Regions from separate parts of the Mus musculus genome. Here regions 1, 2, 3 and 4 are each linked to region 5. Evidence: chromatin contacts called from public Hi-C and HiChIP or PLAC-seq data. All regions are on one chromosome and are shown on one strand. Each heading gives the region's core, a stretch centred on a gene start, on an enhancer-like site or on the middle of the called end of the contact. The rest is flanking DNA. Distances are from core to core; before and after follow the strand shown.

Region 1 (2,700 bases), core at 96-2,595, 210 kb after region 5:
GAATTAAACTCAGGACCTCTGGAGGAGCAGTCCGTGCTCTTAACTGCTGATCCATTTCACCAACCCCTATCTTGAGCTTTTAAAAAGATCCTTTATTTTAGAGTTTCATGCATGTATGTTTTGGTCATATCCACCTTCTCTTCATTTCCCCTTATTCCCTACAACTTCCACTGGCTCCTTCCTAACACATTTCCCTCCTGTTTTTTATTTTGAGATGGGGTCTCATGTATTCCAGGACAGCCTCAAACATGATGAATGGATGAAGCCAGCATGAACCCCAGATCTTGCTGCTTCAGCCTCAAGTTCTGGGATTATAGCAGTGGTTCTCAAACATTCTGATGCTGTGACTCTTTAATACAGCTCCTTATGTTGTGGTGACCCCCAACCATATTTCATTGGTACTTCATAACTGTAATTTTGCTACTGCTATAAGTTGTAATGGAAATAAATATCTGACATGCCGGATATCTTATATGTGACCCATAGGCTGAGATCCACTGAATTACAAGCTTGTGCCACGAAGCTCAGTTAATTTCTTCCTTTTTTTTATAGTGTTTTTAAAATTATAATCTTTTGTTGGGCAGTGGTGGTGCATGCCTTTATTTAATCCCAGCATTTGGGAGGCAGAGGCAGGTGGATTTCTGAGTTTGAGGCCAGCCTGGTCTGCAGAGTGAGTTCCAGGACAGCTAGGGCTGCACCGAGAAACCCTGTCTCAAAACAAAACAAAACAACAAAACAAAACAACAACAACAAAAAATATATATATAAAATCTTTTTCAAACTCGTACTACAATCTTACCTCCTCTTGGGTCGTGGTTTCTTTTGCATTTCTGTGATGTCTAATGATGCTGGATGTATTTTCAGACTTCTGCTCACTGCGCCTCAGGCGCCTTTTTGTTCATAGGGCTAGTCCCCTATTTCCCACGGAGGCGGAGCACACCCAGAGGATGCGATCAGGTCCGCTCGAGCTTTCCTAAACAGCCTCCCCCGCTGGAGCGAGTCGCCAGGTGGCGTAACTGAGTGAAACTCGGGGTCCGCCCCCAACTGACGAGGCCACGCCCCTTCCCGAGTCTACCGGAACTTCCCCGAGGCCTGAGGCTCCGCCTTGTACCCATGAGGCCACGCCCCAGCCCGCGTGCACCGCCTCAGCCCCCCCAGCCCTTCCCTGCGCGTGCGCCGACTCCCCTCGTCCTGTCCGAAGCGGTCCCGCCTCGTACGGATGAGGCCTTTCGGAGGCGGCCCTGAGGTGGCTCTCCGCTCTCCAAACTCCGCCCAACGCACCTCCTGCATACAGCTCCGCCCCTAACCGCCTGCTTAAGAAGCCGCTTCGGTCCTGCCTCCGCCGTCAGCAGCGCCTCAGCTTCAGGCGACCCCGCGCGGCTGCGAGCGGCCCTACAGGATAGGTACCGTTAGTCCCTCGCCGCGCGCCGTAGCACCGGCGCTGCTACTTCCTGTGCCCGTGGACCCGGATGTGCCGAGCGGCTGCGGCGCGCTCGAGCCTCCCGGCTGTCCTGACGCGGCGGAGCGCGGCTTTTGCTCGCGGTGCAAGCGAACGGGATAGCGTCAGCGGGTGAGAGGCGGGACGGTGGGTGGTAGGCGGCAACGGCGGCGTGCCGAGCGGTTGTGTTTAGCGGTGCTGCTGCTGCTGGCGTCGCGGCGGGCCCAGGCCGCGGCGGCGCTTTGTCGTGGGCGGGCGGGGCCGAGGGGCCGGGCGGCGCTGAGAGGGGACCGGTCGGTGGCTCGGCGCGTGGTCCGGCCTCAGCAAGGCCCTTCTCTGGTCAGCGCTCTCGAGTGCGCCGTTCTTTCTGGGCAGGCGCGCGGCCGTTTCCGAGCGCTCGGGAAGGCGGGGCTCTTAACGCCCGCGGCACCGTTGGTCCGCGGCGCGCGGGGCTTCCTTTCGCGACGTAGAGCCTTGAGCGGAGACAGAGCGGGAAGGACGCCGGGGATCTGGCAGAGCTCCCCGGGCCGGGGCTCGGAGGTGTACCATCAGCCGCCGAGCCGCTGTCTCCGCAGGTCTGTCCCTAGGTCCAGTATCCTGGAGCACCGCGACTTGGAATTGGGGGTTGCGCTCATCCCTGGCACTTGTCACTTGTGCTCTCGATTATACGTGTGGCAAAAACGGTCCTTGTTTTGTTTCGGTTTTGGTTTTGTTTCGCTTTTCCATTTTAAGTCAGGGTCTTACCCTGGAGCCTTGGCTGGCCTTTTAACTCGCCATTTAGACCAGGCTGGCCTTGAGCTCACGAAGATCCGCGATTCTTGTACCTGGGTGTGTGTGTGTGTGTGTGTGTGTGTGTGTGTGTGTGAGAGAGAGAGAGAGAGAAAATGAATGAATGAATATGAATTATACAATTTGGATGGCCACAAGGCAAACCACATGTTAACTTTAAATCTTCTTTTTACGTATTTAGGTTTTCTGAGACAAAAAGTCTCATGGAAGTCCGAATCAGCCTGGACTAGACTCATTAAGTAGTCCAAGCTGGTCTGTAATTCTTAGCAATCCAGATGCCTCCACCTTGATACTGGGTTTGCAGGTGTGAGACATCATGCCTGGCTGTTTTTATTTACTTGCCATTGAGAGGAATCTTTGTGTCCCAGGCTGGCCTCAGATCCTGGCCTCAGGTTATCTTCCTACCTCAGTCTCTTGCGTATCTGGGAGTGCTGGTTCCTGCTGCAGTGCCCAGCCCCCTCTAACCCCCTTAA
Region 2 (2,700 bases), core at 161-2,660, 170 kb after region 5:
TATGGTGAGACTCAGAATGGGTATGTGCGACAACACACACACACACACACACACACACACACACACACACACACACAGAGCCTTTGATTTGGCATTGGGTCAACATGGCAATATACCCCTCCCCAAATGACAATGTTTGTATACATCAAGTGCTCCAACATGCCCATGCAGTTCCCATGTGACCAGACAGGCAAGAAAAACACCTGAGGCAAACCAAATGCCCATGCTATAAATAATCCCAGCATTTGCAGGAGAATCAGCAGCTCACGGCTATTCTATGTGATGAGCTCTGGGATAGCCTGGACTACAGGAAACCCTGCCTCAAACTTCCCCTCTAACAACAAAAGTTAAGTAAAATAATAAATGAAGGAAAACTGATGCCTTCGGTGAGATGGCTCCAAGGATAAAAGACCTTGTTGCCAAGTTTGACAACCTGAATTTAATGTTAAGAGTCACAAAGTAGACAGAAACATCTTTTACATTTTCCTCTGACCTTCACATGACCATGTTCTCAAGTCTCCGTCCCCACATACAGAATAAGCAAATGTAATAAAAGAGAGAAAATGGATGTGGTGGCACCTGCCTTTAATTCCAATACTCAGGAGGAAGAGGCTGAGGGATATCTGTGAGTTTGAGGTCAGCACGATCTACAAAGAGACAAAGCAAGTTCGAGACCAGTCGGGCCTACAATGTGAGAAGACTCAGTTAAAAAACTTTCAATCCCCAGTTCTCAGGAGGCAGAGGCAGGCAGATCTCTGAGTCTGAAGCCAGCCAGTTCTACTGAGTGAGTTCCAGGACAGGCAGGGATACACAAAGAAATCCTATCTCGACTTCTCCAAAAGAAAGCACAAACAAAACAAAACAAAACAAAACAAGTGGTAGGAAGTACGTAGGGCAGAGCTGGAGAGATGGCTCAGCTATTAAGAGCATCTACTGCTCTCCTGGTTTGGTTACCAGTTTCCACATGGCAGCTCATTACTGCCTGAAACTCCAATTCCAGGACCCGACACATACATGTTTAATATGAATGTTTCACGTGTTTATATACACATACACGGTGCATATAAACTCCTGTAGGCACACACATATACATATGAATAAAATAAGTAAATAAAAAAATGCCTAGGGCAGAGCGAGGAGCCACAACCAGAGATAGTTCTGACATTGACATGCCCAGTCTGCTCCGGCCCCGCCCATATCCTGCCTCCTCTCTCAAGTCCCGCCCAGTATAGGGCTGGGCCCATCGAGGCACCACCCAAACTAAGCCCCGCCCCGCCTTACCACCCACGAGGTGTCCTTCATTTCGGACCCGCCCATTGCCAGCTCCGCCGCCTAAGAGGTCTTGAGCTCCGCAGGCCCCGCCCATCGTCCCGCCTCCACGCAGTGCGGCTGCGCCGGCACCTCGGGCTCCGAGGCCCGGGTGCCGCGGATCTTTTGTTTCCCTGCGGGGCTCCGAGCCGCATCGTCAGTCAGGCCCGGACTTGGAGCTGGAGTGTGTCAGAGCTGAGTCCCGAGTCGGACCGGGTCCCGACTGTCAGCGCCGGGAGGGTACCGAGGAGGACGCCGAGGGAGCGCGCCCCTCCGTCCGCCGGCCTGTGGGACTGGGACCCGGCTCAGGCCTGCCCGATGGGGCACGGGGCCCTGGCGATGAGCCCGCGCCTCCGTCCCCGCGTACGCGGCCCGCCGGCCTCCGCCTGAGCCCAGCGCACCCCGTAGCGCCGCCCCGGGGCCCGAGCCCGGGCTCGCGCCCCCGGCCCGCGCGCGCTATGGAGCCGGGCCGCGGCGGCGTCGAGACCGTGGGCAAGTTCGAGTTCTCTCGCAAGGACCTGATTGGACACGGCGCCTTCGCGGTGGTCTTCAAGGGTCGACACCGCGAGGTGGGTGAGGCTCCCGCGGAGGCCTCGCAATCCCGGACTCCCAGCCCAAGGGACACCTTACCTCCGGTAATCCGTAGAGGGACCCAATTAAGGACCCCCCAGCCCGGGAAACCCACCTGCTACTCTAGCTCCAGAAAACTGGAGACGCCAGCCAGCACAGGATTCCCTACCTAGCCCCGAAGTCAGACCAGTTCTGAGAACCTAACCTGGGACTCCATCCTGGGACTTAAATTCCAGGCCGGCTGACAGACACTCACTATCTGTCTGCCTCTGGCAGCCTCCCATTCCAAGACCCTTGGGACAGCCACCCTAAGCCATCTCTGTGTTCCCTGCTTGGTGGGGAGCAGGAGGGGGGGTTGTTTTCAACCCTGAAGGTTCACGTTTGGCTTTTCAGAAGCACGACCTGGAGGTGGCCGTCAAATGCATTAACAAGAAGAACCTTGCCAAGTCCCAAACACTGCTGGGAAAGGAAATCAAAATCCTGAAGGTGAGCCAGCGCCTCGGGGGAGGGGGAGAGGGTGGGTCAGCTCTTTTCTTGCTCATGAGAAACTTGGATTTGTGTCCTAGGAACTAAAGCACGAAAACATCGTGGCGCTGTATGACTTCCAGGTAAGGCTCAGCGTTGGGCTTGGGGGAGGGGTAAATCTATTCTTGCCCTTGTCCCATCCACTGTTGCTTCAGGACCTAGGTTGCCTGGGGCTGGAGCCCCCCTGAGGGCAGATGATGGCTTTAGATTAGTATTTGGTTTAGGTGAAAGGAGCTGGGTTCTGAATGCCTTGTCTCACGCTTGTCCTACTGTGAGGCCACTTAGGGCCAGGGAGAC
Region 3 (2,700 bases), core at 122-2,621, 180 kb before region 5:
GTGTGTGTGCGCGCGAGTGTTCAGTGTGTGTTTCCTCATTCCTAATAAAAGCCTTTCTTCACCAGCTGATTCAGTCTGCTGTCTGACATTTTCCTCCCCACTGCTACCTGTTGTGTGAGAGTTTTTAAATTGTCTTTTACTTTTTTTTAACTGACAGGGAAAATAAATCTGATCCAGACTCCTAACAAGTCGGGTGAGGACGCTCTTGGGAGAAAACCCTAAGCTCGTGGCAGAGAGGACAGAGAGGTTTATGCAGCCCATGCAGCTGCCTGGGTCACACTGAGACCTTCACAGGTGGGCCGCCCTGGCTTCTGGGCCAATATCAATAAATGTTTTTTTTTTTTTTTAACAATGCAAATGGCCTCTTTTATGAAGAAACTGACCTTGGAGCTTCCCTGGAAGGCTGGGGGTGGGGGGCTCAGAGCACACTGATGCTCTGCACAGTCCTGGACTCAGTAGATTTGAGCTCTATCCCAGGGGACCACTGGCCATGGGCTCCCGAGCATGCAGCTGGGCTGCTTTTAGCCTGGGACTATTTGGTTAACCAGTGATGGGAAAAGCACCAGACACAGAGAGCTACTGTAGAGAAGATCAGAGGAGCAGGCAACAAGTTGCAAACACTCAGAAGATGTTTACAGAATAATTTTTAGTCCTCTTCCTTGATGTAAGAGGGAGCTTATTCCATCCCACAGCTATCCTGAGGTCAGGGGAGGTAGGCAGCTCAGAGGACTGATTGTGAACTGGGACCCCCGACCCCCATCTGGGGCTCGAGTAAGAGATCGAGCCACACGGAAACGGGGGGGAGGGGTTAAAAAATGTTCTATGTGTATTCCGTCAGTAACCATGCCAACCGTCTCTGTCTACAGGAAGTGGGGGTGCCTCCTGAAGCTCCCCCATCACCACACTACAGACGCTCCCCCCACCTCCCCTAGGAAACCTGATTTTCATTTTCCCTTTGTTCTCTCCTGCGCACAGAGCTGCACTCGACATAATCTTTGTGATTTCAGACTTTCCCTACTCCAGCTGCTGTGACACATCTGGTGTCCTTTATCTGGGACACCTGCTTCAGGAGTTTGACAATCAAGGTGCTGACTCAGTTCTTTTCGGGGAACTAAAACTTTCTCGTTTCCTTAGGAGTGTTAGGCGTGAGGGACGAAATGTTTAGTAAAGCACAGTCACACATCTCGTTACCAGATGCCAGGCACTTATGCAGAGCAGGAGCTCAGACTGCAGTGTCTTGTTCAGCCCCGCCGAGACACTGTGTTAGTTATCTATTGCTGCGTAACAACACGTCCACAGACAGAGCCACTTAAAACAGCACGCATTCGTTGCTCTGTCTGGTGAGTCAGGAGTCCAGGCACAGCCTCGCTGGCTCCTGTGGGATGCCAGAGGCATTGTGAAGGCGGCATGAGCTCTCATTTGGAGACTGTGCCCAGGGGAAACCTGCTCCCCAGTCTGGGTAACACTCAGCCCCTTGTGATTATAAATCTCAGAGCTTCAGTATTTTGATGGCCATCAACGGAGACTTCCCTTGGCAACAGACATCCTGTCATCTGGAGATCCTACACATGGACACTGTAGCTACTGTTCCTTTGTATCCAACAGGGAGAGGGAGATTCCAGCAGGGCAGATGCTACAATGGTACACTAACCACACACACACACACACACACACACACCCCAAAAGTGCCAGCATATGCATGATTTGTTTGTGTGTGCATACTAACCTGTGTGTGTGCATGCATATAAGCCTGTGCATGTGTGTATATACAAGCCTGTGTGTGTGTGTATACAAGCCTGTGTGTGCATGTGTATACAATCCTGTGTGTGTGTATATGTGTGTATCTGTGTGTGTGCATGTGTGTGTGTGCACGTGTATACAAGCCTGACTGTGCATGTGCAGACGCCAGGAGGATATTGACTGAGGTCCTGCTTGATTGATCTCTGCTTCTCTCCCTTGAGTCAGGGTCTCTCAATCAGTCCGCAGCTAGGGTGGTGGCCAGCCAGCCCCAGAGACCTTCCTGTCCCCACTCCCAGCATGGGGGTTACAGGTATGTGGCCACACCCTGCTTTTTACAGGGATACTTGCATCTGAACTCAGCAATCATTCTTTACCCATGGGGTCATCTCTTTAGCACAATTTTGGCATGGCCTGTTGGGAAACTCCAAGGTCCTGCTCACCCCAGGAGAGGAGGGGTCAGACTAAAGCACTGTAATGGTTGATCTCCACTGAGGAGCTGGTGTGGGTGAGAGGCACTGAGGAGGTTGTTAGTGCTCACCTTTGATGTGTGAGAGGATTAAGTGCGGCCCTCTTCATGGGCAGCACCTTCCCACAGGTTGGGTGCTGAGATGGAGTGTAAGGGGGAGAAGGAGGAAACCTGCCAGGAGGACACCGTGCCTGCCGTGGCTGGAGCTGCTTAGAGCTGATGTAACCTCCCCACCATGATGGAGTGAACCCATGAGCCAAGATAAGTCGTCTTCCCTTAATGAGACTTTCTTGGGCATCTGTCACCACCACAGCAGTCGTCTGCCTGACACAGGTGCAGACAGCAGAACTAGGCAAGGGAACTCTGCCATCTTCTCAGGAGCGTGGCTGGCATAGCTATGCTCGGGCAGGCAGCACAGTAAGACGTAAGTCTGTGAAGCCGAGGAGAGCCAAGGTTTAATGCAGCTAGCTCTGAGACCTACTGTTAACCTGAAT
Region 4 (2,700 bases), core at 38-2,537, 250 kb before region 5:
GCAACAGGGACTCCCTATGAGAAAGGGGGAGAGGTTATACCCTCTGCCCTAACTAGAAACCGCCAAGGACAGTAAGCCCAATGACCACACATCCTGATCTTACCTCTCCACTGAAGGAGGAATGTGGTTTTATACTAACCATGGCAACAGTGCACAACATGAGAATCTGAGAAATCAAGAGATCTGCCCTGTGGGTGAGCGGGAATCTTGACAGCTCTCAGGCTACACAGGCAGGGACTCTGGGTGCATTAGACAGGCCAGCAGCCCTGAGAACTCCGCAGCTGCTGAGACAGTCATGGAGGGTGCTTTAGCTCCTGGAACAGAGCTCTGCGTACCTGGTGCTGAGCCTCCTCCAGGTTTCCACTTGCCCAAAGGGAGAGACCAAGACCATGGCGAATTTTTGCTTCATCTTCTCTTCGACCCAGTTGCTCAGCTAACCTTAAGCCTGAAAGCAGACAGAGAATCGTAAGGAGAGGTGACAGGGACCGACTGGCGATTTTGCTTTGGATGCATGTAAGGAAGGCTGTGGGACATGCCAAATCAACCCCGGGGCGAGGACGCTTCCAGTGTTACAGGAAGTGAGGAGGTGCCGCAGCAGGAGCCCAGGTCACGGCTGTTGGCAGTGGATAGGTTGGTAGGGTAGGCAGAACAGGAAAACCAATGTTCCCTGACCCGGCTGCCCTCGCAGATGCAAAACGCTTGGCTCTGCAAATGAAAAATCCTGGCTGATACACTCATATCCCCAGATCTCTGCCTGGGAAAAGCTTTTCCTGACAGCCAGCTACAGAGGCTAAGACCACATGCCTTTCTGTCTCCCCCGACACTGTCCAGGCAGTGCTGATGAGAGGCTCGTGAGTGTCTCTTGAAAGCAGAACGGTGCACAGCTGGACCCTGCTCCTGTGACTGAAGCCGCCGACACGCTCTGGGTCCCATCTGTGATGTGCCTCAGCGGGGTTGCAAAGCAAGTGCTACTGTGGGCTGGAAGGCTGAGTGGCTGCCCTCATTTCCATGGTCTCCACAGAGGCACCTGCAGTGGGTCACTCACTCACAGCAAGCTTTGGGTTTTCAGGACACCAGCCGCCTCTAGGGCTTTGTGCGGCTAAGTCTAACAGCCACAGTTCATCATATCGGTCACTACATTGGTCTCTGACACTCTGCCTGCATTCCAGGGTTCTCTGCACATGAGCCACTGCATGGCTCCCAGAATTCCACTGTATACATAAGCCAGGGTTCCTCTCTCATCTAAGTCAGGGCAGGAAGCCAGCGCCAAGCACTATGGGCTGGTGTGATTCCTGTTTTTTTTAAAGGCCCTGAGTCAGCTGAATGGCTGCTGTGAGTCACCGCTCAGGGGTCTGCCTCCTAATTTATGATGCATTTCAAAACACACGGCTCAAAGAGTTCAGAAATAGCATTCTGAGTCTAAATCATGCCAGTGGGCAACAGAAGAGTTTGTAAATAATTCACATGAGAGACAAGGGTTCTCGGGAGAACCAGGGTGGCTCTGGGTGTGACGACTTTCAAAGCGCCCACTGCACTGACCCTTAGTGCAGAAGTCTGGCAAGTCCTTGGTCTGAGTCAGAAGAATGGTTCTTTGGGCAAACCCCTTGGAAGACAAATTCTGAGAGAGAGGGACCTTGCTTGGTTCCAAGTGTATCCCTAGCAAGAAGGGTGTCCACAGACCACAGGGAAGACGTACTCGAACTGCCTTCGGGGAGCCTGCACATTCCACTCTGCATGGCCAGCTCTCCTGCACTGCAGTAGAGCCTCAGGGAGTTGCCGGATGGAGCCTACTTCCTTTGCTGGTTTCCAGAGTGAGAAGGGCTGGGTGGAAAGCCCTGGAGTTAACCCGTGTCAAGCCACACCATCTGGGAGTTGTTTAGACTCAGACCCACACAGCATTCCATTGCACAGGGCAGACAGGGCAAAGCTGGGGTGACTCCCAGCTGAACTGGCCCTCTGCTGCAGGTCTGCAGGACCTCCTGCCCGGCTTGTGGAGAACGCCATCCTGCACCTTACAGTGTCCCGAGCCTGCTCGGAGTGCACTAGAGACCCACAAACCCTGTCTGCCACTATGGGGAGTTTTCAAATACCAGTTTTTATAGTTCTCTGAGACTTGTCACAAGAGACAACACAAACAACGTGCAGAGTTTTCCACTGATACAGACTTCTGTGACAGTTGACCCAACACAGCCAGCTGCTGCCGGGAAATGGCATTTCAGAAGGGGATTAGTAGTAAGGTCCCTGCTGCAAACCCTCAATTCTGGGTCTCACACATTCAGACAAAAGCCATTGCTAGGCACTGGGGCCGTTAAAATACTAGAATGTCAGCAAAGCTAGGGGCCCACGGGAGCCATAGAGGTGGGACAGTGACTGCAGCTTCAGAGCTTCCCCACTGCAGGCCTGTGCTGAGCCACGGCCAGCCTGGAAGTATTGTTCACTCAGCCTCCTGCTTCCCACCCTGGGGACGTCCCCTGAGGGACAGGAGGGTATAGCTGCCCCAACCCTGCAGTTTCTGTGAGGTCAGAAACAACTCCAGACAGGGGCTGAGCCCACTCTGCAATGAACTAACTTAAGGGTCGGGGTCAAACTGCGGTGCTTCTCCAAGCCTCGGTGACATAGCTACAAAGACAGGGAGACATGGAATAGTTCTTGGGCTGTGGGTGCAGCTCAGTGTAGAGAATCTGCCTAGCATGTGAAATG
Region 5 (2,700 bases), core at 68-2,567:
TTTGATAGAACCACTGCATGTTTTTTCCTCCGGTTCTCAACAAAGGAGCCATATTAGGAAATAATCTTGCAAAAAGCAAAGTACCCCCTCCCCCTTGCCCACGATCGATGCACACACGCGGCGCACAATGGCCGGCGCGCCCGCACTCGCCCACGCGGCCGCAGGTCCCCGCAGCCTCCCCGCCGCAGCCCCGGCGCCCGAGGCTCGGCCGTCGCGGGGAGCCGCTCGGCGCTCGCTCCGGGGCTGCCCGCCCCCCAGCGGGGCCCAGGGGAAGCGGCTGCCAGCGGCCGGGACGCCGGTCCCCGCGGGGCAGGGGGCGCTCCGACGCCCACCTGCGGGCCTAAGCGGGGCGGGCGCGCCGCGGCTCCGGGCCAGCACGCGGGGCTGAGTCTCAGCTGTCACCCCGCCGGGCCGCGCGCGCCCGGAGGCGAGAACTTGGCGGGCGATGGGCGCACGGACCCGGATGGCCCCGGGGTCCCGCGGGGCCCCCTCCCCATCAGCCCCACCGCCGCCGTCGCCGCACTCACCTTCTTCCGGGGCTGCCATTTCATCATATTTGTACAGCCGACCCGGGACACATCAAGAGGTGGGCTGGGGGCTGGGGGCAGACGCAGGGCGGCGGCGACTGCAAGTCATGCTGCCTCCTTGCACCCCCTCGTTCTTTCCCCGATAGGACAGACAGTCTTCGTCTTCGGTTCAGCGCGAAGTGCCGCGGCCACCACACTCTCCCACGGGGCTAGGACGTCCCGGCGGCCAGAGGCGCGCCCGGGCCGGAGCGGGGCATGTTCCCCGACCCGCGCCTGCGAAAAGGCTCCAGGCAGGAGCTCTGGGATGGGCCGCAGACCCCTCAGAGCAGAGACCCACGGCAGAAGCTGCCACAGAAACCCGGCCGGGCTCCTGCCATCCAAGCCCCTCTTGGCGAATTCTCCTCTTCTCCAAAAAAGAAAAAGATTAGACAAGCAATCAAACCCTCACACGCAGCCTGGAGCAATTCCCAAAATTCTGGGTGTATTTCTCGTTTGTAAAAATTTAGCAAAGAAAATTCCAAAGATCTGTAATCAGAGCTTCTTTGCGCAGTTTTCTGCTTCTTAGACAACTTGGGATCGGATCTGCCCTTCCGAAATGTCCACCTTCCCTGAACCTAGTAAATAGGAAAACTTGGTTTGTGTGTTTAGATTTTTTTTTTCTTAATTCCCAAGAACCTAAGTGGGGAAAGGCTGGAAGGAAATCCTGCAAGAACCTAACTCCACAGCTCGGTCTGCACTAATGACTTCCTTCCCTTCAGTGCGAGCACAGCCAGCCCAGCTCCAGCCACCACAGCAAAGAGTTTCTGGGTCTTAGTGCCACGACATTTACACAGCAGAAAAGTGAAGCTACAGTTCCATATGCGTCCACAGGCCGGCTCCGAAACCTCTCAAGAATTCTTATATTTGTATGAGCTACTTGGAGAAGTAAAAGGGGCAAGAGTCCAAATCAAACTTCCACAGAGGGGCTGGAGAGATGGCCGCCGCGTGGCTAACTGTACTGAGGACCTATTCCCAGAGGACAAGCCATTGCCTGGGATTCGACCTCCACTGACTCCTGCATATGACTGTGAGACTCAAACAAGCAAAACACAACATAAATAAAATAAATTTTAAAATTAATCTTTTTTGAAAGCCCTAAAAATTCTGATTTAAAGAAGAGATTTGAGATCTCGATCAAAAAAAAGTTAATCAGAAACTTTATCATAAATAAACTTATATATACATTTTATTTGCTTCTCTAAATTAAACCGCTTTTTAACAAAGTTTTACTATATAAGTAAGGTGGGTCTTGAACTTGTGAAATCAAGCCATCCTTCCATTTCAGCCTCCTGAGTAGCTGAGCAGGAACTACAAGCACAGACCACCATGCTTGAGTAGCACTGATTGTATTACTATAAAATATTGCAGCCGGGCAGTGGTGTACACGCCTTTAATCCTAGCACTTGGGAGGCAGAAGCAGGCAGATCTTGGAGTTCAAGGCCAGCCGGGGCTACAAAGAGAAGCCCAGCCTGGAAAAACCAGATAGATGGATAGACTGGACAGATGACTGATAGATAGATAGATAGATAGATAGATAGATAGATAGATAGATAGATAGATAGATAGATAGATAGGCAGATATAGATGGCCTGAGTTTTATTCCTCTTTTGTGCAAAAATTCCATCTTATGGATGCTGACTAATTCATGAATACAAGATAGTATATAATACTATTATCATGTATTATCCAACACACCTGTTGACTGCCATTCCCCCTTAAGGTTATTTTGGTAGATGCTAATACAATTGGCATTAGAAATTACTATTCTACTAAGGGGTGCCCACACTGTTAACTGCATTCAACATTCTTCATCAACTATCAGAACTACTTATGCAGGGAATCTGATGCAGCAGGGCTGTGACTAAAACACCCCAAATAGCCAACCTCCAGTGACTCTCACTCACTCCACCTTCCATGGGAGGCTGCTTGCTCAACTGAAACACACAGACAGCACTTGAGAACTGGAAGTCAGACCCACAGGACCTTACTCCAGAGCCTAAGTCATTACACACTCAACACCACAGCTACATGCCACATAACCCTGCCATGTCCTTGCACAGCTCCAGGGACTGGAACCTGATTGGGGTGGTAAGGGAATGAGGAAAAGACAGATAGATGGACACCTGGGGTCAGA

What was found. Hi-C and Micro-C count contacts between places; a contact is called where the count stands out from the background. HiChIP or PLAC-seq counts read pairs in DNA pulled down with a chosen protein or histone mark.
Region 1: a contact with region 5 is called in a Hi-C map of CD8 T cells, with 3 times the contacts expected there. The contact joins the promoter of Ep400 here to the enhancer-like site in region 5. A contact is called at or near these places in 5 of 484 Hi-C or Micro-C datasets (CD4 T cells, CD8 T cells, embryonic stem cells and 1 more) and 3 of 115 datasets of contacts at active chromatin or transcription factors (memory CD8 T cells, microglia and pancreatic cancer cells).
Region 2: a Hi-C map of regulatory T cells shows a contact between it and region 5, with 8 times the contacts expected there. The contact joins the promoter of Ulk1 here to the enhancer-like site in region 5. A contact is called at or near these places in 3 of 39 promoter capture datasets (hippocampal neurons, maxillary cranial neural crest and second pharyngeal arch cranial neural crest), 1 of 484 Hi-C or Micro-C datasets (regulatory T cells), 1 of 115 datasets of contacts at active chromatin or transcription factors (embryonic limb bud) and 2 of 9 other capture datasets (adipose tissue and pancreatic islet).
Region 3: a contact with region 5 is called in an H3K27ac HiChIP or PLAC-seq map of regulatory T cell precursor, with 6 times the contacts expected there. The contact joins two enhancer-like sites. A contact is called at or near these places in 1 of 15 datasets of contacts at CTCF or cohesin (stem cell-derived epiblast-like cells), 16 of 484 Hi-C or Micro-C datasets (the Ba/F3 cell line, the N1E-115 cell line, the Patski cell line and 11 more), 24 of 115 datasets of contacts at active chromatin or transcription factors (SST interneurons, bone marrow-derived macrophages, craniofacial prominence and 17 more) and 1 of 9 other capture datasets (embryonic stem cells).
Region 4: an H3K4me3 HiChIP or PLAC-seq map of craniofacial prominence shows a contact between it and region 5, with 5 times the contacts expected there. The contact joins two enhancer-like sites. A contact is called at or near these places in 22 of 484 Hi-C or Micro-C datasets (B cells, CD8 T cells, Th1 cells and 16 more), 23 of 115 datasets of contacts at active chromatin or transcription factors (VIP interneurons, a beta-TC-6 cell line, craniofacial prominence and 15 more) and 3 of 9 other capture datasets (adipose tissue, embryonic stem cells and liver).

Annotation. Positions count from the first base shown.
Region 1 is chr5:110,769,362-110,772,061 of GRCm38.p6, reverse strand. It overlaps Ep400 (E1A binding protein p400), which reads left to right and starts at 1,345. Exons shown (of 52, transcript NM_029337.2): 1 at 1,345-1,570. Gm15559 (predicted gene 15559) reads right to left here and starts at 1,113. Exons shown (of 2, transcript NR_152254.1): 1 at 800-1,113.
Region 2 is chr5:110,808,791-110,811,490 of GRCm38.p6, reverse strand. Ulk1 (unc-51 like kinase 1) reads left to right here and starts at 1,410. Exons shown (of 28, transcript NM_009469.3): 1 at 1,410-1,877; 2 at 2,272-2,364; 3 at 2,445-2,486. The coding sequence starts at 1,767.
Region 3 is chr5:111,158,337-111,161,036 of GRCm38.p6, reverse strand. All of the region lies in intron 5 of Ttc28 (tetratricopeptide repeat domain 28), which reads right to left. Among named protein-coding and RNA genes, the nearest start is that of Gm35628, 75 kb to the left of the region's middle. Within about 2 kb of position 1,371, at least 65 of the 459 cell types and tissues checked have an H3K27ac peak or open chromatin away from gene starts, as enhancers often do. A contact at or near this core is called in cerebral cortex, memory CD8 T cells, regulatory T cells and 3 more, where this site is marked.
Region 4 is chr5:111,227,093-111,229,792 of GRCm38.p6, reverse strand. It overlaps Ttc28 (tetratricopeptide repeat domain 28), which reads right to left. Exons shown (of 23, transcript NM_001267622.1): 9 at 336-445. Among named protein-coding and RNA genes, the nearest start is that of Gm35628, 6.4 kb to the left of the region's middle. Within about 2 kb of position 1,287, at least 123 of the 459 cell types and tissues checked have an H3K27ac peak or open chromatin away from gene starts, as enhancers often do. A contact at or near this core is called in VIP interneurons, adipose tissue, bone marrow-derived macrophages and 7 more, where this site is marked.
Region 5 is chr5:110,977,233-110,979,932 of GRCm38.p6, reverse strand. The region is part of intron 2 of Ttc28 (tetratricopeptide repeat domain 28); the gene reads right to left. Among named protein-coding and RNA genes, the nearest start is that of Mir701, 26 kb to the left of the region's middle. Within about 2 kb of position 1,317, at least 250 of the 459 cell types and tissues checked have an H3K27ac peak or open chromatin away from gene starts, as enhancers often do. A contact at or near this core is called in CD8 T cells, VIP interneurons, adipose tissue and 17 more, where this site is marked.